Regions from separate parts of the Sus scrofa genome. Here all the other regions are linked to region 1. The links are chromatin contacts, called in public HiChIP or PLAC-seq maps. All regions are on one chromosome and are shown on one strand. The core of a region is the stretch at or near the end of the contact, and the rest is flanking DNA. Distances in the headings are between cores, read along the strand shown.

Region 1 (4,654 bases), core at 648-3,147:
GCATTGCTAAGAGCTGCAGTGTAGTTTGCAGGTGTGGCTCAGATCTGGTGTTGCTGTGGCTGTGGTGTAGGCTGGCAGCTACAGCTCCACTTTGACCCCTAGCCTGGGAATTTCCATATGCCACAGGTGCAGCCTTAAGAAAAAAAGGCAAAAAGAAAAAAAAGGGAAGAAAGAAATTACACTCTTTAGAAATTTTCCAGTGTCGTGATATTAGATCTAGGTATAGCTTTAATTGATTAAATTACAGAAATAGTACCAAGAATAATTGTCTTCTTTATATTCGTTTTAATATTTATATAATCATATAAGGTGTTTTTAACTGTCAATGAATACTTACTATTTTGAATTTTTAGATAGCATTTTAAAACTTTTTTTAAAATAGAAATATTTTCATAGACCAGCCAATATATAGTCATTGTATAAGCCTGGAGTGCTGACACAGCCCCAGTGCCCGCCACCATCACCAAAGACAAGCTCAGCAGCTGTGACCTCCAGTTTCATCTCACCTGGATGGGTCCAGACAATGTGTGGACTGCTGACACCTTGAACTCAGTCTGTACTTCAGAGAAACAAAGAAAGGCACCGAGGACCAGTTGTATGTGTCATCATAGCTTGATGCTGAGTTACACGTGTAGCATGGCTAATTTGCTGCTTTGCCAGTAATTTCAATTAAAAACAAGCAGCCCAATGGAGGTCTCCGGAGGCTTAGTGTGTTAAGGATCCAGCATTGTCACTACTGTGGCTTTGATTACGGTTGTGGCTCGGGTTCGGTCCCTGGCCCCAGAACTTCTGCATGCCCGGCATGGCCAAAAATAACAAAACAAAAACAAACCGAGTAGCCAAGTTAAAAAAAAAAAAAAAATCATCATTCTCTTCAACTTTTCAACCTGGATGAGAATTGGGTACTGTCCTAACTTTACTGAGTTAACTAGAAATTTGGATAGAGTCATATTAGGTTCATGGGGAAAGGGGTTAAAAGAGGGAATCCTCATTTTTCCCTACAGGAAATCATTATTCAGTAGGCAATGTCTAAAATTTTTTCAAATAATCAAAAAGTAGCATTAAAAATGTATATATGTTAATGCATGGAAGTAAATAGCAGAAAATACTGCTAAAACGGTTGAAAATGGAAATGGATTTGGGAATGGGGGGGAGAGAAGTTGGTACTAAAAGTTTTGTTATTATTTCTGAGTTTTAAAATGTTGAACATGTATTATTTTGATTTTTTAAAAGTAAACAAGGTTAATTTTTTTCATGAAGTGCCTGATACACATAATAAGAAGCCAAGTTTTCCTTTTTCTGTCATTTCCAATTTTCACAAATCTCTTCTTATTCATTTCCTCTTGTTTTCTGGCAGTTGCTGCGTAAGAAATGACTAATTCACTATGATCTCGAGGCCGTGCAGACTGACCTATAATCTTAGAATTACTAAACCATTATGAAAGGTTTTCTATTAGGTAAGTTTCCATCCCTTTACCATTCAACATTTTGCTAACTCAAAGCATTTTTACAAATATTTAATTGATTGGAATCTGGAAAAGTAATAAGCTTTTTTTCTGTTCTTATATGGCATCCCCAATATCACAGTCTATAACTGATTTGAAAGATTACCTATAGCCCCTGGATATTCTTCTCCCCATGTTAAAAGAAAGCAGGAAAAATGAGATTTGTGGATGCATCATTACAAATCGAGATCAGTGGCGGGTGAAAATTCTGGGATTCAATAAAGGAAGTTGCACCCAAGAGTAAGCTTGTTAATGAAACAATTTTTTACTAGTCACTGACTTCTTCCTTTATTTTCTGGGTAAACAAGTTAAGAATGCTGAGTGTTGTGGGCTGGTCCCCCGGTTTCTCTGCAATACATTGTCTGGACGTTATTACTGAAATGCACGTCATTGTCTGCCCTTTAGTCCCCGGGGCCTGTGGGAGCTGTTGTGACTTGCTCCTTCCCAGTGTTCAGATCCTCTAGCTGCTCTATCAACACTTTAAGGTCAAGTCTCCGATCAGGACTGGCAGGCTCACTTTTTCTTGTTGGCAGTAGATTCTCTTTCACTGTGATCAGACCTCAGATCAGCCTCTGCCCCAAAGAGACTGGATCAGCAGTGAAAGGTAGAACACTTCACATTGAAATGGCCCACAGAGTAGATACAGGGTCATGTTAAGATCTGGATAGAGTTTCACAGCAGGTTGAAAATGGTATCAAGTAAAAAAAAAAAAAAAAAAATGTGACTTAATATTGAGGCGGATTATCCATTACTAGCCTGCTCCCTGCCTCCCCTTTAAGAGTGAGGAAGTAGCTGATCATAATCATGACTGCATTCGCTAAGGATTACGGGGTGTCCAGACGGGTGGGCGTGGTTTCAAGTGCTTTTTCTGCTTTATCTCACTTAGTCCTCTTCCCATCCGTAGGTGGTATTTCCCTTTCAAGGGGTTAAACAAAAGAATGCCCTAAACACTTAACACAGCATCTGATAATGCATGAAGAAACGTTAGCCTGCTATCATCACTAATCATCAAAAAAGACTCATCAGCGGCGTTGTGCTGGTAAAGCTGAGTCTTTCAGAATCCTACCAGTTCAGGATAGACATTTTCCGTTGGGGGAAGAATGCACCCAGTGAAATAGTATACCCTTATGCAAAGTTACATTTCTGTATTTCAGTGGCTAATAATCTAAACAAGGGAGGGAAGGACAAAAGAAATTTTTCATCGCCACTCCTAGTAACTGAAGTGCATCCCGTGTGCAGGTGTGGGTGACATATGACTTCCGTGGGCCATCCCCTCTCCAGTGTAATAGCAACGTTTTGCTGATCAGGGATTCAGTCTCAAAGCCTCAAATGTCCAAGGGGGGAAATGGGATGCCTGGGCAGACAGTGGGAATGCTTTGTTCAAACAGAAGTGAAGCTCGAGAGCAAAGATGCTATAGAGGAAATTCAGCCCTCCGTTAAATGCTCTTTAATGTCATATCTTACTCTAAAAATGTATGATGTCGAGAACACATGTTGATAACATTTTTAACAGATTAAAGTGAAGACTCCATCACGTAATTGCCAGGTGTACCTTTCAGAAGTAACCTTAATGAAACCCTATATTTAATTAAATCTTTAACTTTGAAAAAAATCTGCCTTAAAAATGGACACTCAAGAGTTTAACATTAGAGTCCTGAATGGGCACAGTTGGGATGGGCAAGAAGGAGGTCAGAGGAGCATGATTCAGTCATGATGTTGGCTACAGGCAGATAGGACCAGGATTAAAATGTGACCCTGAACCCAGTTAGCTGTGTGACCTTGGAAAAGTGGTGAAATCACCTCTTGATGTGGATTTTTGCCTCTGTAAAATAAAATACTTCAAAGAGTCTTTATGAGGATTATATGAGATTGTGCATATAAAGTACTCAGCACATATTAGATACTCAGTCAATAATAGCGATAATGAGGAGACCCAGCAAGTACCTTAGGCTCTAATGATTCTGAACAACAAAGAGGTAATTTTCAAGTCTATTCAAAAACATAAATGATTTTCTCATCTTGCCAAATATTTCGGCCTATCAAACCCCTCTTATCCTCACAAAACAGCTCAGAAAAATGCAGTACCATACAGGAAAGGATAGAAAGGTGGATTAAGTGTTCCTTCCAGGTAATACCTCACAGGTGATGCATATTTGCATCCAGTTAGTCCCGAACAATCTTAAACATACGGTAGACCTTCAATAAATGGAACCAAGCAGAATAGGAAGCACGTAGCATTACCAACATTCCCTGAGGAAATAACCAGTGTTTCAGAATTTCCCAAGGGGCAGCAGAGATGTGAAACTCACTGATGCAAATTCCATGGGATCCGGAAATTATCTGTAGTTAAGTGCAAATAGATACAGGAAACTAACCATCTCAATGAGTCTGGATAATTATAGGAAACACCGTGGACAAGCATTAGGAGATACACAATCTGGAGATGGACAGGTAGGGGGATTGCAGACAGAGGCAGAGAAGTGACCAAATCCCCAATGAGGAGGAACTGGACATTACACCAGACCCACCGTGTTATTATTTGCTGCATGACTCACTTACAGTGAATTGTGTCTCACTTTTATTCTGTAGTATATTGTCATTCTCTGTTAATATTGTTATTATTATTGTTAATGACAGCAACAGAATAACTGAAGCCCCAACTGACAAGTTTAATATCAGTGTTAGGATGGAGACTCCAAGCTCAGTAGACACCATGTTTTAGTAAAATGGTGTTTTCATGGGATTTAATCCAGTCTGGGATTTAAGCACTGTATTTTTCATATCAGTTTGTTTCTTTGATCTCAATATTGCCTTTGTGGGTAGACAGGGAAGGTATTGTCAAACCCATTTTCAGATGACAGAATTGAGCTCCTTGACATTTTAGTTCATTTCTCAAGTTTGCAGAGGTTCTGTTAGAACAGAGAGTAAAACCCAGACCAGATCCAGTAAAACCAAATCCCTGGACCTCTCCTCTTGGTCCCAGCGCCTTCTCAGAAATACTTTGGCAAATAACACGGTGTTTTTATTTGCTTCTGGTTTCAAAATGTTACATGTAAAAATCCAGTTTGGATGTAAGTCTACTCTGTGCTGAATATGTAATCTCTGAAATGTGAAAAGCCTTGTGACAGGACACAGGATCCAAGAGCTCC
Region 2 (4,654 bases), core at 1,159-3,658, 220 kb before region 1:
GGAGGGGTTAGGCTCCTTCATCAGTTGAGAGATCTTTTCATGATAAGTGATTTCACTACATGGCTAAGCCAAGTTAACAAAGCGACCGTGATCTTGAAGGGCGCTTCTGAACGACTGAAATTATGGAATTATATCCGTGAATGCCAAGGGCACGACAAGGGTGAGGACTAAGTTTCATCTTAACTGTCAACTCTGATTAATTTGTAGTGACTGCTCAGAGAACTCTTTTGGAGGCTACATCTGGATTGAATGAAAAGACTGCTGTCATCGATTTTTCAGTGAATACGTTGGAGGCAGGAGGAATGGTGGCAGAGGGCAGGCCACGTATTTGCTGACCCTCTGCATCTTTCAGGTATAGAAAATGAGTTGGAGAAAAGTCTCAGCATGGGTGGCAGTGGATATGTCATTCCCCAAACTGCAAAATGGAACAAGCACTAACCTTTGAAGGGAGCCGTCTGTGTAATCAGAACTTGGAACAGATTCCAGAAACTGGAACACAGTGTTGCTACTCTTTCTTCCTCTGACCATGATACTGGAACCAAAGCTGCCTGATAAAAACTCAGATGCCCTCTGGGATGTCGACACAGTTGGGCTCTGGGATCCATTAGGCATAAGAAAACAACCTCATGAAGACTGGGCAGGTTTTGTGGGTCTGACTGGCCTAACTGCCATGGAGTCGAACTATATGGCTGCACCTGGTGGCATGGTGGGCCCTTCCCAGTGTCTCTCATTTTATTCTAGGCACGAAGACTGTTTTGCTGTTTACTCATTTTACTTTAATTTGGCTTTATCGTCTCTTCTCCCGTATCTGAACTTTTCCCAGCACGTGGAGGCCTTTTGCTTTCCTACCCAAAAGAAGATTCTGTTAACTGTGTGAAGTATTTTGGGTTGCCAAGGAAACAGAAGACTAGTCTGGACTCATCAGAGAGTGGCAACATTTTGACGGACCATGGGGAAGGGTGCTGCCAAGCTCTGCTCAGGTAGCGGAGATGGAAAGGCTGAGGTGTGGTGGTAGGGATGCTCACCCAGGGATTCTGCCATGCCCTCATGAATAATAACCATCATCATTATGAACGTGGTGAAGCAGAAGGGGAATAATGAGTTGAGGAAGTTGATAGAAAAAGTCACATCAGTTTTATGGCCAGAAGACGTGGTGGACAACTTCATTTTCTAGTGGAGAGAGATGGTGATTTTTATAACTTAGAAGTGTTTGTCAAGGAACTGCAGAATCCACAGCTGAACAAGAGGAAAAACAGGTCAGATTCAAAGAATGGCTGTGAATTTACCCTGAGATGTTTGCTAGGAGTGTGAAAACGAATTGAGATAGCAAGTGAATGCCTGCTTATTTGTTAATATGTGGGTAGACTCATGGAAAGAGTTGGAAATGTTTGAGGTCATCCAGCCTAGGTGTTTTCAAACACTTTATTCTTTAAAATAGCACAAGTTAAAAAATAAACTTTTTTTTTTTTTTTTTTTTTTTTTTTTTTGTTCAACTTCAGTGTAAAACAGGGAAAAGCAAAAGTGGTTGTGTCGGAAGAGGAAGTGGGGAGTTGAGAGCAGGACCCTCGTGGGTTTGTGTCTCTCTCCACCCACCTGGTTTTTCCATGAGACACCACTGTGCTAAGGACTCGGTTAGAAAACCTCCTCATTTCATAAACAGGGGGTAGGATGACTTACCTAGAATCGTTCAGTTAGGTACGAGGTACACCCGCTCCCTGGGCACTGATGTTTCCCTTACGTCAGACGTGGAGTCTCAGTGGTGATCCCCGTTTCCCGAGCCGCCTCTAACCCTTCCTACTTGTCATGTCAGCAGGGTTCTATTTCTCATATTCTTCTTTCCCTATTACTTAATAGACTTCATCCCCGTCACTGCAGTTCTCATAACAAAACTTAAACAAAAACATATTTGGCTCCATATATCCATGAGTCGAAGTAGGAAGATGGGCTCTGACTTCCTCAGCAGCTGCTGCTCTCAGACGTCCCTTGTGACCAGGGCCCCCCTCCCCAGTTCCATGACCAATACGTAGTGGGAGGGGGGCAGGGAGGTGGAATCTGTGTTGTCATCTAGTATTGTACTCCCCTGCCATGTGACAGAGTAGAGTAATGAGAAACTCTCTGCAGGTCTTGGGTTTTTGAATGCTGCTGTCTTTCTCAGAACTGACATTGTCTCTGGCCTCTGATAAATGATACATTCTCATATCCTGTTTTGTGAGATTTTTTAATCTTGTGTAGCTAATAAGCAGACTCTTACAAAGCATGATAGCATCTATCACCTGAATAAAAGAAGTGGCAATTGTATATGCATTTCTAGGGATCGTCGATTTTTTACACTCAGGGAATTTCTCGTTATTTTTTGCTATTGTAATGAGGAAGTTGCTGCCAGGAGTGGTGAAGAGCTGTGTCAGTGAGTCAGCAAGTTGGCGGCGTGAACTCAGTCCTCCTTGCTCAAGACCCATTGTTCCTACCACCCTGTTTGGTTTGATCGAAAAAACATGCACTTGCTTCCTCTAGTGCAAAATATCCGTGAGAATGAGAGAGAGAGATTTTCCTGTTTCTTGGAGGGGAAGGGTAGGAATAAAGACCCTCATTTATAGGAGATTGGCTTTTTTAAATGGCTTGCCAGCACCTTTAGTCTTTGTTTGGTCTGAGAGGGTAGGTACTGTTTCCTCCTAGGAGTTTAGGCATTTTATCAGTAGATCTGGTTGCAGTTTTTACATTAATGAATGCATCCTTTATCTTTTACATGGAATAAGATTCAGTTTGGTCCATTGGTTCAAATACTATTAAGGTTATAGGTTGGAACTCCTTTGAGCTAATTCGTGAAAACCAGACCCATGGCCACTGATTTCACCATCAAATACGGGCAGCCGTCATGCTCATTGGGACGATAGGTCTCTGCAAATCTAATCATCTGTCTTGGGGAGATGAAGTAACCTATATATGACAGTGATGAGAGGGGGAGCCTTCACTGTATTAGCTTCATCTTCAAAGAGTAGATTGTTGTTATTTTTCCTATCTTTGTAAGCAGTCTGTTAGAGGTTAGGAGTTTGGCCTCTGGAGCTGGACTGCCTGGGTCTGAATCCCAGGCCTGCTTTTTATTGGCCGTATGACCTTCATTGAGTTAGGCAACCTCACGATGCCCATTTTTTTGCATTTGTAGGGTAGGTTAATACGAGTAACCACCACAGGGTGTTCTGAAGATTAAACAAATAAATACATACAGCTGCTGAAATAGTCTGGCATAGAGTTAGTGCTTAATAAATATTACCTATTATTCTCTAAACTCAGATACACATCAAACTTCTAATTGTTTCAAACTGTGACATGATAAGTGTTGTTTGAAGCAGTTACATTTTTTTTTTTTTTGTCTTTTTTGGGGCCATACCTGCGGCATATGGAGGTTCCCAGGCTAGGGGTCCAGTTGGAGCTGTGGCTGCCAGCTTATGCCAGAGCCACAGCAACGCAGGATCCGAGCTGTGTCTGCAACATACACCACAGCTCATGGCAACGCTGGATCCTTGACCCACTGAGCAAGGCCAGGGATCAAACCCATGTCCTCATGGATGCTAGTTGGGTTTGTTAACCCCTGAGCCACAGCAGGAACTTCCAGAAGCAGTTACATTTTGGAATGATTTGTTACACAGTCAGAGATAACCAGTTTACACACTAACCATAATTAAGAGTCATCACTGATATTGGAGATAGTCTAGGTAGGGCATATCTCTTTTTTTGGTCTTTCTGTCTTTTCTAGGGCTGCACCTGCAGCATATGGAGGTTCCCAGGCTAGGGGTCTAATTGGAGCTGTAGCCACTGGCCTACGCCACAGCCACAGAGCAACACCAGATCCAAGCTGCATCTGCAACCTACACCATAGCTCACAGCAACGCCTACGCAAGGCCAGGGATCGAACCTGCAACCTCATGGTTCCTAGTCGGATTCGTTAACCACTGAGCCATGATGGCAACTCCTCATGTTTTTTCATGTACTCATTCAGTAAGCATTTGCTATGTCCTAAGCTTTGTGGACACAAAAGTTAACTTTATAAGAAAGACACTGAACTTACTTTGTTGGACAAAGTGAGCTTGAAAAATTTGTGGCAGACTTATTCAACTTCCCTAATTTACCCTATGACTTGTTAAATGTTTAATTCAAATAGTTTATTAAAAATGTAATTAAATATCTTTGCTCTATTAAAAGATGAACAAAACCCCCTTGTAATTGTTTTAGTGGATTTCAGCAGCCATCTCACTTTCTTTGTTCAGGATGCTCTAAGACATCCATGGCCAAGCACTAAGAGCCTCTTCTGGGCTGGCTTTGTTTGTTAGAGACCGGAGTTGGTGGAAGGTCTATTTTCTGTGACTTGATTCATTCGATGTGCATTATTGAGTGTAATGAACATGGCACACCCCAAGCTGAGTGAACTAGGGCGGCAGGGAGAGGAGGGTGAGGACAGAAACCTGTGAGAAATGGTTTCAGCCCTTAGAGGTCTGGGTGGTGAGGGGTGGGGTAGGGCGGGGATGAAAATAAGCGAGGAATGGTCTTACCTCCTGTCTGAAGAGCTCACTGTCTGAAAGAAGGGCATCAGTAAACAAGAAGTGACAAGGCAGTGAGAGGCTGCAAAGTGCTAAGGGGGCCACAGAAGAGGAAATGACTG
Region 3 (4,654 bases), core at 676-3,175, 170 kb after region 1:
AAACATGAAGCAAATTGTCGCCAGGAGAAACTGTTGCCTTCCAACTAGTTATGATTTAGTGGTTACTAATGTGGTACATCCCAGCCCAATTCGCTATGGATTTTTAGTCTTTCAGAGTGAGTAGTAAAATTTGAGTCGTATTCCCATCACTGACTCACAGCCTTACAAAAGATTGTCTGGTGTTTATTATTAGGCTGAAACTTTAGATTCTTGAGCAATTGAAAACGATTGTGATAATGCCAAATTTACATAATATTCTCCCCAGCTCCGGCCTTTTCCTTTTAGGCTGATTATATCTGTCTGTAATAGACTTTGCAGATAAAGAGACAAACAAGTGTTAAACCCACAGTCATAAGTGCGTCCTAGCCTTGAATACTTCCTTCCATCTCAAAATTCTCAACTCCAGCTGCAAAGAGCAGTTACAATATTGACCTAAGTTATAGCACCATTGGTTGTGTAATTGAACTCAAAAGAGCTGTGTGTCACTGTCTTTAAAGATTCTTGAGTGCAGAGTTGAGAAGATTTGTTCTAAGGAGACTGAGTTTGGGGTCTACTGAGGGGTAGGGAGAGGAGATCATTCGCCAGTGATTGAAAAAGGGGTTTATTCCTTTTTTTCCTATAATGTTCTAATTTGGAACCTGATCTGGAACCAGAGCTTGACTGAATTTTTTTTTTTTTTTTTTTTTTTTTTTTTTTTTCCTGCGAAAGAAAATGTGTTCTTCTTAGCAAAGCCTCTGCTGCCAAAGCAATGGTGGGTTGTGATGGTGACATTGGTGAGTGGCTTAGACATTCCTTTCTCAGGGTAATTTTTAGTACTAGTTGTATATTTTTTTTCTTTCTTCTACTCTCCACTTTAGAAAGAATGGCAACTCAGAGAAGGTGGATGGAAGTTTAAAGCAGCCAAATTTAGTGGAGAGTCTTGTCCGCAACCCCCTTCCAGTTGGAGAAACTTCTACTCTAATACATACTTAAATCACTCGCAGGTTCATTCCTCATCTTTAAAAAGTTTCATATGGAGTTCCTGTCGTGGCTCAGTGGTTAACAGATCTGACCAGGAACCATGAGGTTGTGGGTTCGATCCCTGGCCTTGCTTAGTGGGTTAAGGATCTGGCGTTGCTGTAAGCTGTGGTGTAGGTTGCAGACGCGGCTCGGATCTGGTGTTGCTGTGGCTCTGGTGTAGGCTGGTGGCTACAGCTCTGATTAGACCCCTAGCCTGGGAACCTCCATATGCTACGGGTGCAGCCCTTAAAAGACAAAAAAAGAAAAGTTCCATTCATTAAGCACAGGAAAATTTAATGCGGCATTTCTTTGTATGCATGTTGAGGACAATTTTCCCTTCTTTCCTCCTCAGTCCTCTTATTGGCAAGCCTTCCAGGAGTACCAGACAGCTTTAGGTCCCCTGCTCTGCTTCTCTGCCTCTGTAAAAATCAGACTTGATGCCACAGGCACTTGCAGTGGACTTCCTGAGTGCCAGGACTGTGCTGCGCACCCTGGGCGTTCCTTCACCAGCTTCTCATCACAGCCTGTAAAGCAGACAAATTGTTACTCCAGTCAACCCCAATTCAGAGAGATCGTAGTACAGCAGTGGTATAAACCTGCCCAAGCTCGTAGAGTTAGGGGACAATCTGAGACGAGTTCAGGTTTGACAGAGGCCAATAGCGGCTCTAAGCACTATCACATCCTCATGGGCTCTCTGATCCCACTGTATTATAATGATTTGTAGTCCTGTCCAATTTTCCCATTATAAGATCTTCTTTTTTTTTTTTTTTTTTTTTATTTGTTTTTTAGGGCCACACCCGCGTCACATGGACATTTCCAGGCTGGGGTCAAATTGGAGCTACAGCTGCCAGCTTGTGCCACAGCCACAGCCACAACCACAGCAGATTCTAGTCAGGTTCATTACCACTGAGCCACAATGGGAACTCCCCATTAGAAGACCTTTAAGTCAGGGAAGTTCCCTTTCTGGCTCAGTGGGTTAAGAACCCAACTAGTATCCATGAGGATGTGGTTTCAATCCCTGGCCTCCCTCAGTGGGTCAGGGATGCGTCATTGCTGTGAGCTATGGTGTAGGTCAAAGATGTGGCTTGGATCCCATGTTGCTGTGGCTATGGTGTAGGCCAGCAGCTGCAGCTCCAATTTTCACCCCTAGACTGGGAGCTTCCATATGCTGCCAAGTGAGGCACTGAAAAAAAAAGTTAAATAAATAAAATAAAATAAAATAAGGACCAGAGCTTTAGGAGATGCTTGCTATAGTTGGTTAACATGTTTATCCATAAAGACTAATTGAGCACCTACTGTGTGCCCAGCATTGTTCTAAACACCTGGAGATAGAGCAGTGAACCCCACAAAAATCTGTACCCTTAGAGTGGTGGGTAAACAGGCCAATAAAATGTATGATTACTCAGATGATGGGTGTGCTAAGGGGCAGGGCTGCTGGGCTGGCACTGTGCATATGGCTCCCATGGTGCAGCACCAGCACCGCAGGGCCCGGCGGAAAAGGCTGTGATATAGGGAAGGGAGTGCCGGAGGGCAGGTTGCTCTTTTAGGTAAAAGGCCTCACTAATAAGGTGATAGTTGAGCAGAAACTTGAAGGAGACCAGCGATACCTCCTTGGAGATAGCTGGGAAAAGAACATTCCATTCAAATAATTGAGTGAATTCCAAAATCCTTCTAGGCTCATTTCTCCCCAAATATATAATTGTAATCTGGCATTCTGGGACTCTGTTATAATGTTAGTGAATCTGGCTTAGGGCAGTTTTTTCCCGACCACTTTTTACTTAGTTTTCTGGTTCATGTGTGTATGCTCCAGGAATTAGCACAGTCCAGACTACCGGAAAACCCAGCTGTATTTTTTTTTTCCTCCATCTCAGAATTGCACATTATAATAAACAGGCTGATAAGACTTGAAGTTTCTACCCCAAAAAAGGCAGATTTCTTTAAACTCTTATCTACAATATGAAATGAGAGCTGATGGTCAGTATGCTACAGCAAAGCGCTTGCTGTTTTGTTAGGGTGTTTAGCTAGGCGAGCCAGCCAGACAAGCCCTGAAGACAAAAAGGGTCTTCTTGCTGACATTTAGATAACCGGAAAGTTCAGTTTTCCAAAATGCCTTTTTCTTAGAGAATCTGAGATTCAGTGCAGACTTGTTATCACTTCAAGCCCCTGGCCTTGCACATAGGAGATGAGATAAAAGCGAGGGTAACATTGCCTTCATCATACAGTCACTGGAAAGTCAGGGAATCCTTACCCTTTAAGGTTCTGATGGGTATCTGGTTTATTCTTGAGGCACAGAAAGTCCCTGGTATTAGGATATAGAAATGGATATTTCTCTGGTTCCACTCGCCTTATCAAAAATGAGTGAAATGTAGTGTCTCAAATATGTCTCACCACGAAGTCTACCCCAGCCATGCTCCCAGCCCAAGAAGTAATTGCTCCTTTCAAATAATTTGAAATCTGCTGTATTCATCCAGTTTAGGTGGACTTCCTCTTGCTGTGTCAAAATTGTGTGCGTACTTTGGGCATTTCAAGGTCGAGTCCACATCACTCAGGTGTGACTTCTCCCTCGTCTGAGAGGACAAGCAGTGCCAAAAAACAGAAATCTCAGTTTCTGAGTTTAAGAAAGGATTTCTTTCAAAGATCCCAAATACACACAAGATAATTCTGGCCCTTTGGCTGAAGATCGTGAGATGTGATTGTGTGAAGAGAATGAATTAAATAAAAAAGGGGAAAATACACTTTGAAAGGCAATGGTGGTATTAGGTAAGATTTCATGCAGAGCTAGATATATTATCCAAAGCAAACATCACCAAAGTGCCATGGGACCTTTTGGGGGGGTTGAAGTAGACTCTTGAACCCCCAGATTTGTTCTTGCCGACGCTGACCAATCCTACACTACACCAATTATCATGTATATATACATATATGATGATGATGATAGGCCCGTAACCAAAATGCCCTAATGACGTTTGGGAACAGAAGTGGAGCAACCGTTTTCGTTTGAAACTTGGTATGGATACAGGTAGTGATTATACCTGTGCATCGGCTAATAGTATGTATGACAATAACCTGTGGCATCTCTCCCCAAAGACTGCACAGGTTCATCTGTCCAGACGAAAGGGCCTTCTCTTATCAGGATGCTGGCTCTCGTTCTCTGGCTGTGAAAGGAGTGTTTTTGCCCTCTGTTTCCATGAGAAAAGTCCTGCCTTCAGTTCTTGAGTATCCTCTTTGTTTTCCTTCCACCTCCCCACCCTGAACTTGTCAACTTAGGAAAACACTCTACTGTGTAGAATAAAATGAAAACACCTAAATGTATGGTTGGACAAACTTGTAATTTTTTTGGTGTAACAGTTTTTGTTGGGCAATAATTAAAGTTCTGATAAAGCTAATCGAAATGGAGTTATTTAGTTGACTATTTTATTTTTAAAAAATTTTATTTATTTATCTTTTTTTTTTTTTTTTTTTGGTCTTTTTTAAGGCCGCACCTGCGGCATATGGAGGTTCCCAGGCCAGGAGTCTAAGTGAAGCTGTAGCCGCCGACCGACACCACAGCCACAGCAACGCCAGATCCGAGCCACGTCTGTGACCTACACCACAGCTCACAGCAACACCAGATCCTTGACCCACTGAGCAAGGCCAGGGATCGAACCTGCAACCT

Evidence for each region. HiChIP or PLAC-seq counts read pairs in DNA pulled down with a chosen protein or histone mark.
Region 2: a contact with region 1 is called in an H3K27ac HiChIP or PLAC-seq map of alveolar macrophages. The contact joins two enhancer-like sites. A contact is called at or near these places in 1 of 47 Hi-C or Micro-C datasets (embryonic fibroblasts) and 1 of 2 datasets of contacts at active chromatin or transcription factors (alveolar macrophages).
Region 3: an H3K27ac HiChIP or PLAC-seq map of alveolar macrophages shows a contact between it and region 1. The contact joins two enhancer-like sites. A contact is called at or near these places in 2 of 2 datasets of contacts at active chromatin or transcription factors (alveolar macrophages and skeletal muscle).

The regions. Positions count from the first base shown.
Region 1 is chr5:90,659,609-90,664,262 of Sscrofa11.1, forward strand. No RefSeq gene overlaps it. Among named protein-coding and RNA genes, the nearest start is that of BTG1, 150 kb to the right of the region's middle. Within about 2 kb of position 1,898, at least 10 of the 83 cell types and tissues checked have an H3K27ac peak or open chromatin away from gene starts, as enhancers often do. A contact at or near this core is called in alveolar macrophages, where this site is marked.
Region 2 is chr5:90,436,298-90,440,951 of Sscrofa11.1, forward strand. LOC110260821 (a long non-coding RNA gene) reads left to right here. Exons shown (of 3, transcript XR_002344330.1): 1 at 1-1,256. Among named protein-coding and RNA genes, the nearest start is that of PLEKHG7, 130 kb to the left of the region's middle. Within about 2 kb of position 2,409, at least 20 of the 83 cell types and tissues checked have an H3K27ac peak or open chromatin away from gene starts, as enhancers often do. A contact at or near this core is called in alveolar macrophages, where this site is marked.
Region 3 is chr5:90,828,131-90,832,784 of Sscrofa11.1, forward strand. All of the region lies in intron 3 of LOC106510428 (a long non-coding RNA gene), which reads left to right. Among named protein-coding and RNA genes, the nearest start is that of BTG1, 15 kb to the left of the region's middle. Within about 2 kb of position 1,926, at least 7 of the 83 cell types and tissues checked have an H3K27ac peak or open chromatin away from gene starts, as enhancers often do. A contact at or near this core is called in alveolar macrophages, where this site is marked.